2 separate regions of the Mus musculus genome follow, and region 1 is linked to region 2. A link is a contact called in public HiChIP or PLAC-seq data. All regions are on one chromosome and are shown on one strand. The core of a region is the stretch at or near the end of the contact, and the rest is flanking DNA. Distances in the headings are between cores, read along the strand shown. Region 1 has its middle 26 kb from the start of Trp53bp2. Region 2 holds the start of Degs1 (delta(4)-desaturase, sphingolipid 1).

The links. HiChIP or PLAC-seq counts read pairs in DNA pulled down with a chosen protein or histone mark.
Region 1: an HNF4G HiChIP or PLAC-seq map of pancreatic cancer cells shows a contact between it and region 2. The contact joins the enhancer-like site here to the promoter of Degs1 in region 2. A contact is called at or near these places in 1 of 39 promoter capture datasets (the C10 cell line), 1 of 15 datasets of contacts at CTCF or cohesin (CD8 T cells), 2 of 484 Hi-C or Micro-C datasets (the G1E-ER4 cell line and nephron progenitors), 4 of 115 datasets of contacts at active chromatin or transcription factors (the SCID.adh cell line, bone marrow-derived macrophages, effector CD8 T cells and 1 more) and 1 of 9 other capture datasets (adipose tissue).

The regions. Positions count from the first base shown.
Region 1 is chr1:182,380,407-182,385,493 of GRCm38.p6, forward strand. No RefSeq gene overlaps it. Among named protein-coding and RNA genes, the nearest start is that of Trp53bp2, 26 kb to the right of the region's middle. Within about 2 kb of position 2,820, at least 52 of the 459 cell types and tissues checked have an H3K27ac peak or open chromatin away from gene starts, as enhancers often do. A contact at or near this core is called in the G1E-ER4 cell line, adipose tissue, effector CD8 T cells and 1 more, where this site is marked.
Region 2 is chr1:182,281,546-182,286,649 of GRCm38.p6, forward strand. Degs1 (delta(4)-desaturase, sphingolipid 1) reads right to left here and starts at 1,256. Exons shown (of 3, transcript NM_007853.5): 1 at 1,077-1,256. The coding sequence starts at 1,158.

The DNA of each region.
Region 1 (5,087 bases), core at 1,570-4,069, 100 kb after region 2:
AGATGAGGTCCCCAAGGTAGAGCGGGAGATTATCAATCCCACTTTCTCAATCCTGTAAAGCCTTCCAGAGTGACATCAGCCTTGGCCTTCAGACCCATAGGCTGGAAAGAGTCCGTGGAGTTTAGTGTGCTGGTGGGAAGGGGTCTCCGAGATGGACAGTTTCTTGCCTACCATATAACAAGCTTTATTTTGGTGATCAGCGTGGCTGTTACATGGTTAAGGCGAGCTTCCCCTTTTCCTATTGCCCACTAGACAGAGCATCTTCTTCTTCAAAGGCTCTTCAAAAATGAGCATAAAACATGCATCGCTTCTATGAACACACATTTCAACTCGTGTATAGCTTATATTTGTGTTCCCCCTCAGTTACCCTCAAGGCTACTGTGAGAAAGAGGAAGGAGCGTAGAATATTCTGGCACAGGAAACAGGGATCCAGCCAAGAATGGATTATGCCACATCTCGGTTGAGCTATGAGACACTAGACCGTGTGACTAGGGTAAGCAGGCTTGCCTCATAGAGGAAGCAAAATTATGACCAAGAAGCAAATGGGTGTACAACAGTTCCCAGTGTGGAGCTAGGAACAAGACAGGAGCCTGGTCCAGATGCCAGGGGTCTTCAGACTCGAGATGCAGAAAACCTGGACAGGGTTGCCTTGAGCAGCCTGAGCTCCACACGGTGTTGTGTTTGTCTGCATGGGTCCTGACCGAGACTGCAGCTGATAGCATGAGCTCCCACATCTGGGGCCTGATGCAGAGAAGAAAATGGATGACAAAGCAGGGGGAAGATAGGAAATATGCATATTCTCTGTCAGCTATGAGCTAGCATCATCATAGGTAGCAGAAAGAAACTGTGTAGGCAACCATATACTCAAAAATTGTTTCTAAGTAAGGCCTTTACAGACTAACACACATGTGATTTCTAATCATCCTGATCGGTAAAGGGCCTTTTTTGAGGGGTTGTCACCCCAGTGGGTTACATATTTAGCACCTCAGAGTGGCCTTTGAGTTAAAGACCCTAGGTCAGCCTTTGAGCCTTTAAAACATTTTTTTGAGATTTTGGTTTTATGTGAGTGCTTGCCTAGATGTCTGTCTGTGTCCCACAGGCATTGCAGTACCTGCAGAGGTCAGAAGAGGGCACGGATTCCCTAGAACTGGAGTAACAACAGATGGTTGAGAGCCGCCATGTGGTTACTGGGAATTGAACCTTGGTCCTCTGGAAGAGCAGCCAGTGCTCTTAACCACTAAGCCATCTCTCCAGCCCCATGACCTTTGAATTTTCTGGTTTAAGGCCTGGACTTGCTCATATCTGGTTCATGCCTGCCATGCTGACAGTGGACTTGAGCATTATGAAAATCCCAGAAGAATAGTTTACAGGAAAGGTTTCTCTGTCCAGGGACTGGAACATCTAGACCTCTAATCCACGTCCCTTGGAGATATACCGCCAACATTTCTAGAGTGAAGGCTGACTGGTCTAATCATTCTGGCAGTCAGAAATCTCTTCCCTAAACACAGTACCCTGATGGAGAGAGCACCATGACAGGCAGTAGACGTCACCCAAGTTCCTATGAAGCCCAATGAAGACGCTCTTTTTGTCAGAAAATGCTTCTTCAATGGCTACGCTTTCTGATGAGCTGAGGGAAGCTCTTGGGTCTTGGATGGGGCTACAGGATATGGGCCGCTTTTGTCTCCTTGCACCAATCTCCCAACCCAGCACAGACCTCTGACACTTGTGTCCCTTTTTGCCAAACCGAAACACTTCATTTTGGAGGGAAGAAGAGAAGAAGGAGCTAAGATTCAGAAAGCTAAGGAGACTTTCTAGAAGTCCTCTGCCCTGAGTCTGTAAAAGCAGAGGACGGTCTCAGGGCGAGGGATCTGTGGCAATGGAAGTACCTGCAAGGTGGGCAGGAAGGTCCGGAGATGCAGCTCACAGTGGCTACCTTAAGTCACCCATACTCTTGTGAGTGACCCCTGTAAGCTCAATGATCCACCTAGACTTGGGAGGAATTGCGTCTTCAGTCTGTTACCCATGCCCTACCACAGAGATTCGTTCACGTCGTCCCAGGGAAAGTCACAACAGACACATTCTTCCTTCCCATGGCTTTGCCATCACTGATCAATGTCACAATCAAAGACGACGATTTCTGTTAGCCTGGCAGATGACAGAGTCAAAATGTTCAGGATTGGAGGAGCAGATCATTGTCTCAGCTGCTTCTCGTGATCAATTCAAGGGCTTCTGCTTTGAGATTTTTCAAGTTGGCTAGTCAGGCACTTATCATGTTGGGAAATCAACCAGATCCCTTTTCTCCATGGCCCTGGCTGTTACCTGCAGCTTCAGTATAACAGGGGAAGTTATATGGATGGAACATTCTGGAGCTGTAGACTCCTGTAGCACACCACATGTTCCGTTCTGCCGTTTTCCAATTTCTCTTTTCACAGAAGGAACATGGAATGGGTTGGGATATTCCCTTGATCACGGCTTCCAATGTGAATCATCAGCTGTTAGCTTCTGAAACTTCTTTCCCATCATGCCAGGTTTCGGGTGTGGGCCTGTTCCTGTGTATGTGTGCCTGTGTGTGTGTGCACATGTGCAGATGCATATATGTGTCTGTGTGTGTGTTTGTGTGTGTGTTCTTACAAAACTTTATATAAGCCACACAGCAGAGCTCTCCTTTCAAATCCTTACAAGCACCAGAGACTGAGCTTGTGACTTGAGGACAGTGAGGCAGGCGGTCTTTCAAGTCGAAATCCCAGAGGGTGGAAGCAGACACCACTCAGGGCAAATGAAGCCTTCAGGGTTGTTGTTAGGTTGGCACAGGGTGTGGACCAGGCAGGATGAGTCATCTTAGGAAACGTAATACTGGGTGGAGCTGGGCGGCAGCGTCACACTTCGTGCTCTCGTTTTATAATTATCTTGGTATTGATCCACAAGGGTTGCAGCAAACCTCATGGCTGTTCTTCCCGTAAACAAGCATAGAGCCCCCATGCTATCATGAGGGTAGGAGAATAGGTCTGTTGACCGAGAGGGAAGAATGCTGCCCTGGGCTCTGATGCCCATTGTTCTTCAGCTGTGAGCCCCCAAGTAGGTCAGGATTAAACAGTAGGGGACAGTGGGATTTGCAGTTAATCAGACTGGGTTTTAATTACAGCTCCTCCATTTTCCATTTACTTAGCTCAGGTTACTTTGCTTTGTAAGACTTTGGGGTTTTCCTCCCCCTCTGTAAAATGGACATAAAACTACTTCATGGAACTGTGAGAATTTATTATTAACATAAAATGATATTATGCACGTGTTTGATAATTCCCAAGCGGCCAGTAACCGAAGCCGGTGCTACTTGGAAGACTGAGTGGCCTTGCTAGTTTTCAGAGGGCTAGCAGCTCTGACAAGTCTTGAGGCCCCCTTTTTCAGCTCTGCCTTTTGGAGTCTTGGGTCCTGAATGTGTTTTCACTTTGATGCTATGCATTTTATCCTAAGACTGTAGCACCACTGCGAATGCAGAAAACATGGCTCTGTGCTCTTGTTGCTGTTGTGCAGAAGGGAGTATAGGGTAGGCCATGCACATTCCTACAAGACAGGGAGGTTGGCTTTAGTTCTAGTAGACTGAACACATTAGCTGTGAGCAATGTCACCAGTCATGGGACATGGATGCCTCTGGGTAGAGGACTGTCTTAGTCAGGGTTTCTATTCCTGCATGAACATCATGACCAAGAAGCAAGTTGGGGAGGAAAGGGTTTATTCAGCTTACACTTCCACACTGCTGTTCATCACTGAAGGAAGTCAGGACTGGAACTTAAGCAGGTCAGGAAGCAGGAGCTGATGCAGAGGCCATGGAGGGGTGTTAACTACTGGCTTGCTTTCCCTGGCTTGCTCAGCTTGCTCTCTTATAGAACCAAGACTACCAGCCCAGAGATGGCACCACCCTCAATGAGCCCTCCCACCCTTGATCACTAATTGAGAAAATGCCTTACAGCTGGATCTCATGGAGGCGTTGTCTCAACGGAAGGTCCTTTCTCTGTGATAACTCCAGCCTGTGTCAAGTTGACACACAAGACCAGCCAGTACAAGGACCTGAGTCTATGACCACCAAACACAAGTCTCCATTAGGCCTATGTGGGTATAAGATATTTTAAGAACTGTAGATTAAAGATGTCAATCAACTGATGATGGATAACGACAGTGTGGTACCCAGATGCAATGGAGTTTTACTGATCTGTAAAGAAAAATGAAATTTTCAGGTAGGTAGGTAGGTAGGTAATCTGGAAACCATTATATGGAGAGCTACACACTAAGATCGTAACCTAAACATAGGAAGACAAAAGCTTCGTGTTCTTTCTACCTTATGTGTGCATCCATTTTACAAAATTTAAAGAGCTCAGTTGATGTTGCCCTATATAGACAATAATGTTCTTCTCAGATTCCATAGGTTGTCAAACAAAAGGCCAGTCTCAGGTATGGGATACTCCCCCATGAGTTGTGGGTCAAGAGTATCCTGGGTGCACCCCCAAATGGTACAGGCTATTGCTATTGGTTGTCCATCTGATGGTAAGACCCTAATGCTAAAGACACCACACACTTTGGCCACAGGACATGGAGAGATCAAGTTGTTACCTACCAGGAGCAGCCTCCTTCCTGCTCCTCAGTGCTCAGAGTACCAGAAGGTTCCAGCAGTTGGGACAAAAGAGTCATGTACAGTCTCATCCAAGTATAAACCCTGTGATTCACCATAATGACCAACATGGCGAGATATGCCCAGGGAAGCAATGGTGGCATGAAGGTTATGAGGATAACCAATGTTCTCCAATTGGATTTAAGGCCTGTCTCACAGGAGGAAATACATACCTACTGTACATCTGGCCTAGAGCCCATGGTTGGGAAGTTCATAGATTCCAGGGATGAACCTGACAACTATCATTCTGCCAAATGGACAAAGTCTCAAACTGCCTTCTATAATCCAGTTTCTATACCCGTAGGTTAGTGCAGCTCTTGGGCCTCATCAGAGAAGTTTCTTTTGTGCAGTGAACAGTGGCTTCTAACAGAAACTCATACCTTGTCAAAGCAGAGAGAGAATAAGTGTCCAAGGAGCGCTCAGCACA
Region 2 (5,104 bases), core at 6-2,505:
GCACCAGGGATCCCCTGAACGTGAATTCCACTAGAAAAATAAAGTCCATTTGAACGGCAGCTAGTCACTCTGATTTGCGAAACAAGTAATGTCTAAGTTTAGCAACTACTGCAGAAACCAGGGCCTCGCCGCCCCCTCCCCCATTAGGCAAATATTTTTAAGAAAGAGTGTGAAAATGGTGGATATGAGGCAGTTCCTCATATTAAAAGGCCTTTCATTGATTCTCTCAATTAAATCAAAACAAACAAACTAAAACAACTTTCTATATCTAGCACCAAGAAAAGAAAAAAGGCAGACTCTTTGGCTGCAGTCTAATTATGAAGATGTTGGAATCTTCTTAAACATTACTTCATCTTTTAAAATGCCGGCTCAGGCAAAGTACTGGAAAGGAAAAATTGAACTGGTTCATATATGCAAAGCTCATACCCAACAATTTGTCCTTATTCTTAAGAGCAGCCTACGTGGGATAAGAGACCTCTCTATCTCACGTGGAAACCCCCCCTCCGCCCCCCATACTCTCCTAAATCAGGCCTAGCCTGTCCTAAGGTCCGGGAGGCTAAGCTGCGCGCCTTTCCTATGCAGCCGGTCCCGCAGATCACTGGAATAAAAACTCACAGGAGCCATCCGGTCTGGGAAGCCTAGGGTCACCCGAACCTGGTCCCCCGCTAGGCCTGCAGCTGACTGGACCACGTGATTGAGGCTCCCGGGGCCGGGGATGCCCCTGGACCACGCCCTGAGCCAAGCAGGCGTCCGGGCTCGAGCCTACCGCTCCACCAGGAGCGGGGGTCACCCTCGACTGTCGGAGCAGGAGGGGCGAGTCCGGATCGCCCTACCTGGGGACCCTCAGCTCACAGGCCGGCGGAGGCCTCCAACACATGACCATCGAAGGGCTAGCAGCGAGCGGCGGCGCGCTGATCCCTCATCCCTCGGTTCTCCCGCCCGCCCGGAGCCCGCGCCGGCGGCCAAGCAGCGGAGCGGCTGGAAGGGGCCGCGGAGGCCGCGCTCGCACGGCGCGCACGGGAGGCCGCTCAGGGCCCGCACGCGGCCACGCGCACATAACGGGGTCCAGTCTTCACCTAAGATCTCCTTGCGCCGGGCGGCGTGGGGCTGGTCCGTGTAGACCCATTCGAACTCCTCTCGGGACACGCGGCTACCCATGGCTGCGGCCTGTGGACCCGCTCTGCCTCCGGCTCGTGTCCGGACGGCGGCAGCTCGAGGCCCGGCTCTAGTCGATAAGCCGCGGGGACGCGGGCAGAGGCGGGGCCTCAGGCCACGCCCCGCAATGACCACGCCCCTCGTGGGAGGCGATGGGCGGGACCTGGGTCGGCAGCCAAGAACCTTGTAGGCTCACGAAGCCTGGGAAAAGGTGAAAAGAGAAGGAAAGATTTGCGGCTGGATAAGGCTCTCGCTTTAGCGCCTCAGTGGGTGGAGTACATGGGGTGGCTACCTCTCCTTGAGTTCGGAAGATCACTGGCTTTGATTAAGTGGCAACGAGCCCATATTTCGCTTAACTTTTAATAGCAAATTATCTGTCGAGCCCTGTTTGGTTGCCTTCTGGAACTAAAACCTCCAGAGATTTGGAGTGTGTGGCAACTAAAATCTAATTTTTAAAAAAGTTTTTTTTTTCTCTTTGCTTTTCTCTCCCCTCTCTCCCGTCTTCGCCCCTCCTCACCCCTCCCGCCCCATATGTTTGCTTTTGTTTCTTGAAGTAGGTTCTCACTACCTAGCCTAGGTTATCCTCCAGCCGGTGGGCCTGCCCTTGCCTCCCAGTGGAATTTCAGACTTGTCTGAACAATGCAGTAAAGAAAAGGGAAGGGAGAGATGGGGTGGAGTTGGTGGTTCTGATGTTTCCCTACACTAATGGTTGCTCAATCATGCATCTTCCCGTGTCACAGAAGTGATCACCCGCAACTTCCTGTGGGAGGCAGGGGAGATTTGATTTCAAAATGCCTATCATTTCTTCACTTACGAGGTTTAGGGATTAGAGGTGTGGCACAGAGTTGGAGCACGGGCCGAGCAGGTGGATGGACTAAGAGCCCTGGCTTCTCCGTGGAGCCTGGAAGTGAAAGGAACTGCTAATTAAGATTAAGATTACAGGATTAGGGATTAGCAGACCAGATGACTTTCCTAAAGAAGCCAAGTGGTCATGAGTATAAATCAGACACAGACACACACCACTGCACATGCATACCACAACGGGAGAGGTGGGGACACAGAGAGACAGACATCCAAGTCTGACAAGTCTTGGAAGTACAACTGCTCATGTATAGAAAACTACAAACTACAGAGGAATCTGCTAAACTATGGGATACCATCAGCAAGATCTCACTGTAGGAAACGATATGGGAATTTTGTGTTCTCTAATAAAGGAGAAAAAAAAAACCAACAAATTAACAGGGACTTAAAGGATAAACTAGCCAGCTGTGATGTATCAGTCTTATTTATTCTGAAGGGTTAAAATGATGTGATGTTATTTAAAGATCTATCTATCTGGGTGCAGTTGCTTTCAGAGGCCAGAAAAGGGTGTCAGATCCCTTGGAGCTGAGTTACATGCCGTTGAAAGACACCCCACCTTCCATGGGTGCTGGAAACTGAACTCTGCAAGAGCAGTAGGAACTCTTCAAATACGGAACCATCTCTCTAGCCCCTGATGTGATGCTATTTAATTAAAGTATCATCTGGGTAGGTGAAGGTATTAAGAAATTCTTGCCGGGCATGTTAGCCCAGTTGTGTGTGATCCCAACTGAGCAGAAGCCTAAGGCAGAGATCACAAGTTCCAGGATTGCCTTGGTTACAGAGCAAGTGCACCGATAAAACCCAGCCTCCTCCATATACACACACCCAACACAGATAAAAGACTTGAGACAGAGTTCAATGATAAAGTGCCCAGTAAGATGCTGGGTTCAAAACCCACCACCACCAAATAAATAAATTAAACAAATAAATAATAAAAAGAAAAAAACCCAAAACCCCTATGATTTTTTATAATAGTGCTTTTCTCCCAGAGGTTCACACTAAAGGAGAAAATAAGACAACTGAAGTAAAATACATATTCTAGCTATATTGTGTTGTGCTATGCTATGGTACTGCCTAAAACTGTAAAAGGCTGGAGCAGAAAGTGAATTCTGTCCATGACAGGGCCTCTGACTGACACACATATGCCTAGGGCCTGGAGCAACGAAGGCTCTTTAGGGGTATAGCGGCCTGCAGGTTGGGCAACAGACTCCAGCCATGCAAGCTCACACTGGAGTTGGGTGTTTGGTGATGCCGGTGATACTCATGTTCCTGTAAGTATCACCAAAGAAATTGTTGGTGCACTGTTGTAGTTTGAATATGTTTGGCCCAGGGAGTGGCACTATTAGGAGGTGTGGCCTTGTAGGAGTAGGTGTGGCTTTGTTAGAGGAAGTATGTCACTGTGAGGGGTGGGCTTTGAAAGACCTTCCTGGTAGCTGCCTGGAGGTCAATCTTCTCTTGCTTGCCTTCAGAACAAGATGCAGAACTCTCAGCCCCTCCAGTGCCATGCCTGCCTGGATGCTGCCATACTTCCTGCCTGGATGATAATGGACTGAACCCCAATTAAATGTTTGCCGTTATAAGAGTTGCCTTGATCATAGTGTCTCTTCACAGCAACAGAAACACTAAGACATGCGCCAAGCTGGATAGAATTATTTATTTGGGTTGCTGCTGTTTCTCTATCTGGAGTAAACAGAAATAGCTTTCCCAGAAGTCTCCCAGCAGCCATACGGTGAACTTGACACATTCTTTCATATAATTTTAAAAAGAATTATTTATTTCATGTATGTGAATACACTGCAGCAGTCTGCAGACACACCAGAAGAGGACATCAGATCCCATGACAGATGGCTGGGAGCTACCATGTGGTTGCTGGGAATTGAACTCAGGACCTCTGGAAGAGCAGTCAGTGCTCTTAACTGATAAGCCATCTCTCTAGCTCTCTTTCATATAATTTAAATGTTTCCATTATTTGTTTGTTTGGTTGGTTGGTTGGTTTTGAGACAGGGTTTCTGTGCAGCCCTGGCTGTCCTGGAATTCCTCAAAGTCAAAAAATCTTCCTGCTTCTGCTGCCCAAGTGCTGGGGTTAAAGGTGTGCACCACCACCCAGCTGCCCTCTCCTCTCCTCTCCTCTCCTCTCCTCTCCTCTCCTCTCCTCTCCTCTCCTCTCCTCTCCTCTCCTCTCCTCTCCTCTCCTCTCCTCTCCTCTCCTCTCCTCTCCTCTCCTCTCCTCTCCTCTCCTCTCCTCTTTCCTTTCCTTTCCTTTCCTTTCCTTTCCTTTCCTTTCCTTTCCTTTCCTTTCCTTTCCTTTCCTTTCCTTTCCTTTCCTTTCCTTTTTCTTCTTTTTCAAAATGTATTTCTTTTGAGCCATGGTCTCATGTACCCCTGGCTGGTTTGGAACCTCTGTGGAGATCAGACTAGCCACAAACTCCCAGAGACAGCCTGCCTCAAGAGTGCTGAAATTTATAGCATGCCGCACCAGGGTGGGCTAAGCAGTTTATTTTTATGTCATTTCAAAAGCCACTCAGTTGAAATCTAATAATGACACTGGCAAGCATTAGCCTATGGGAACTGCTCCTGTAGAGAGTTGAGAGCATCTTACATCCCAGTCGCCTGCTGGCATCCTGTGTGCCATACGTTCTCCAGTCTGAGTCTGCACACCAACCTATCTCCCATACAGTCCTCTTTCTTCCTTCTGGGGGTCTGGCCTCTGGGGAACACCTTCCCTTGGCTGAGTTACCTATCCAGGAGGGGTTCAACAGCCTTCTGTAAGTTGGTCTTTAGGCCTGTGGATTTAGATACTTCACTTAACAATTAATTAGTTGCTCATCTAACTGCTTAATCTACATACTGTAAGAGGGTCACCCAGGAAGCTTCACACTCTCTTGTTTTCCCAAGAAAGCCAGACAATTATTCATGCTTCTGTCTCCCAATTCACCCTCCGTGTAAGGGGAAAAGTATGTTGAAGAAAAAAATATATATGATGGCCTTAACAAAAACCAGAAAATTGGTTTGATAAAAATTAACTGTCTTTGACATCATCAATGTAGGAAATCTAACAACTGCATTTCCGGAATAAAATAAAAGAATT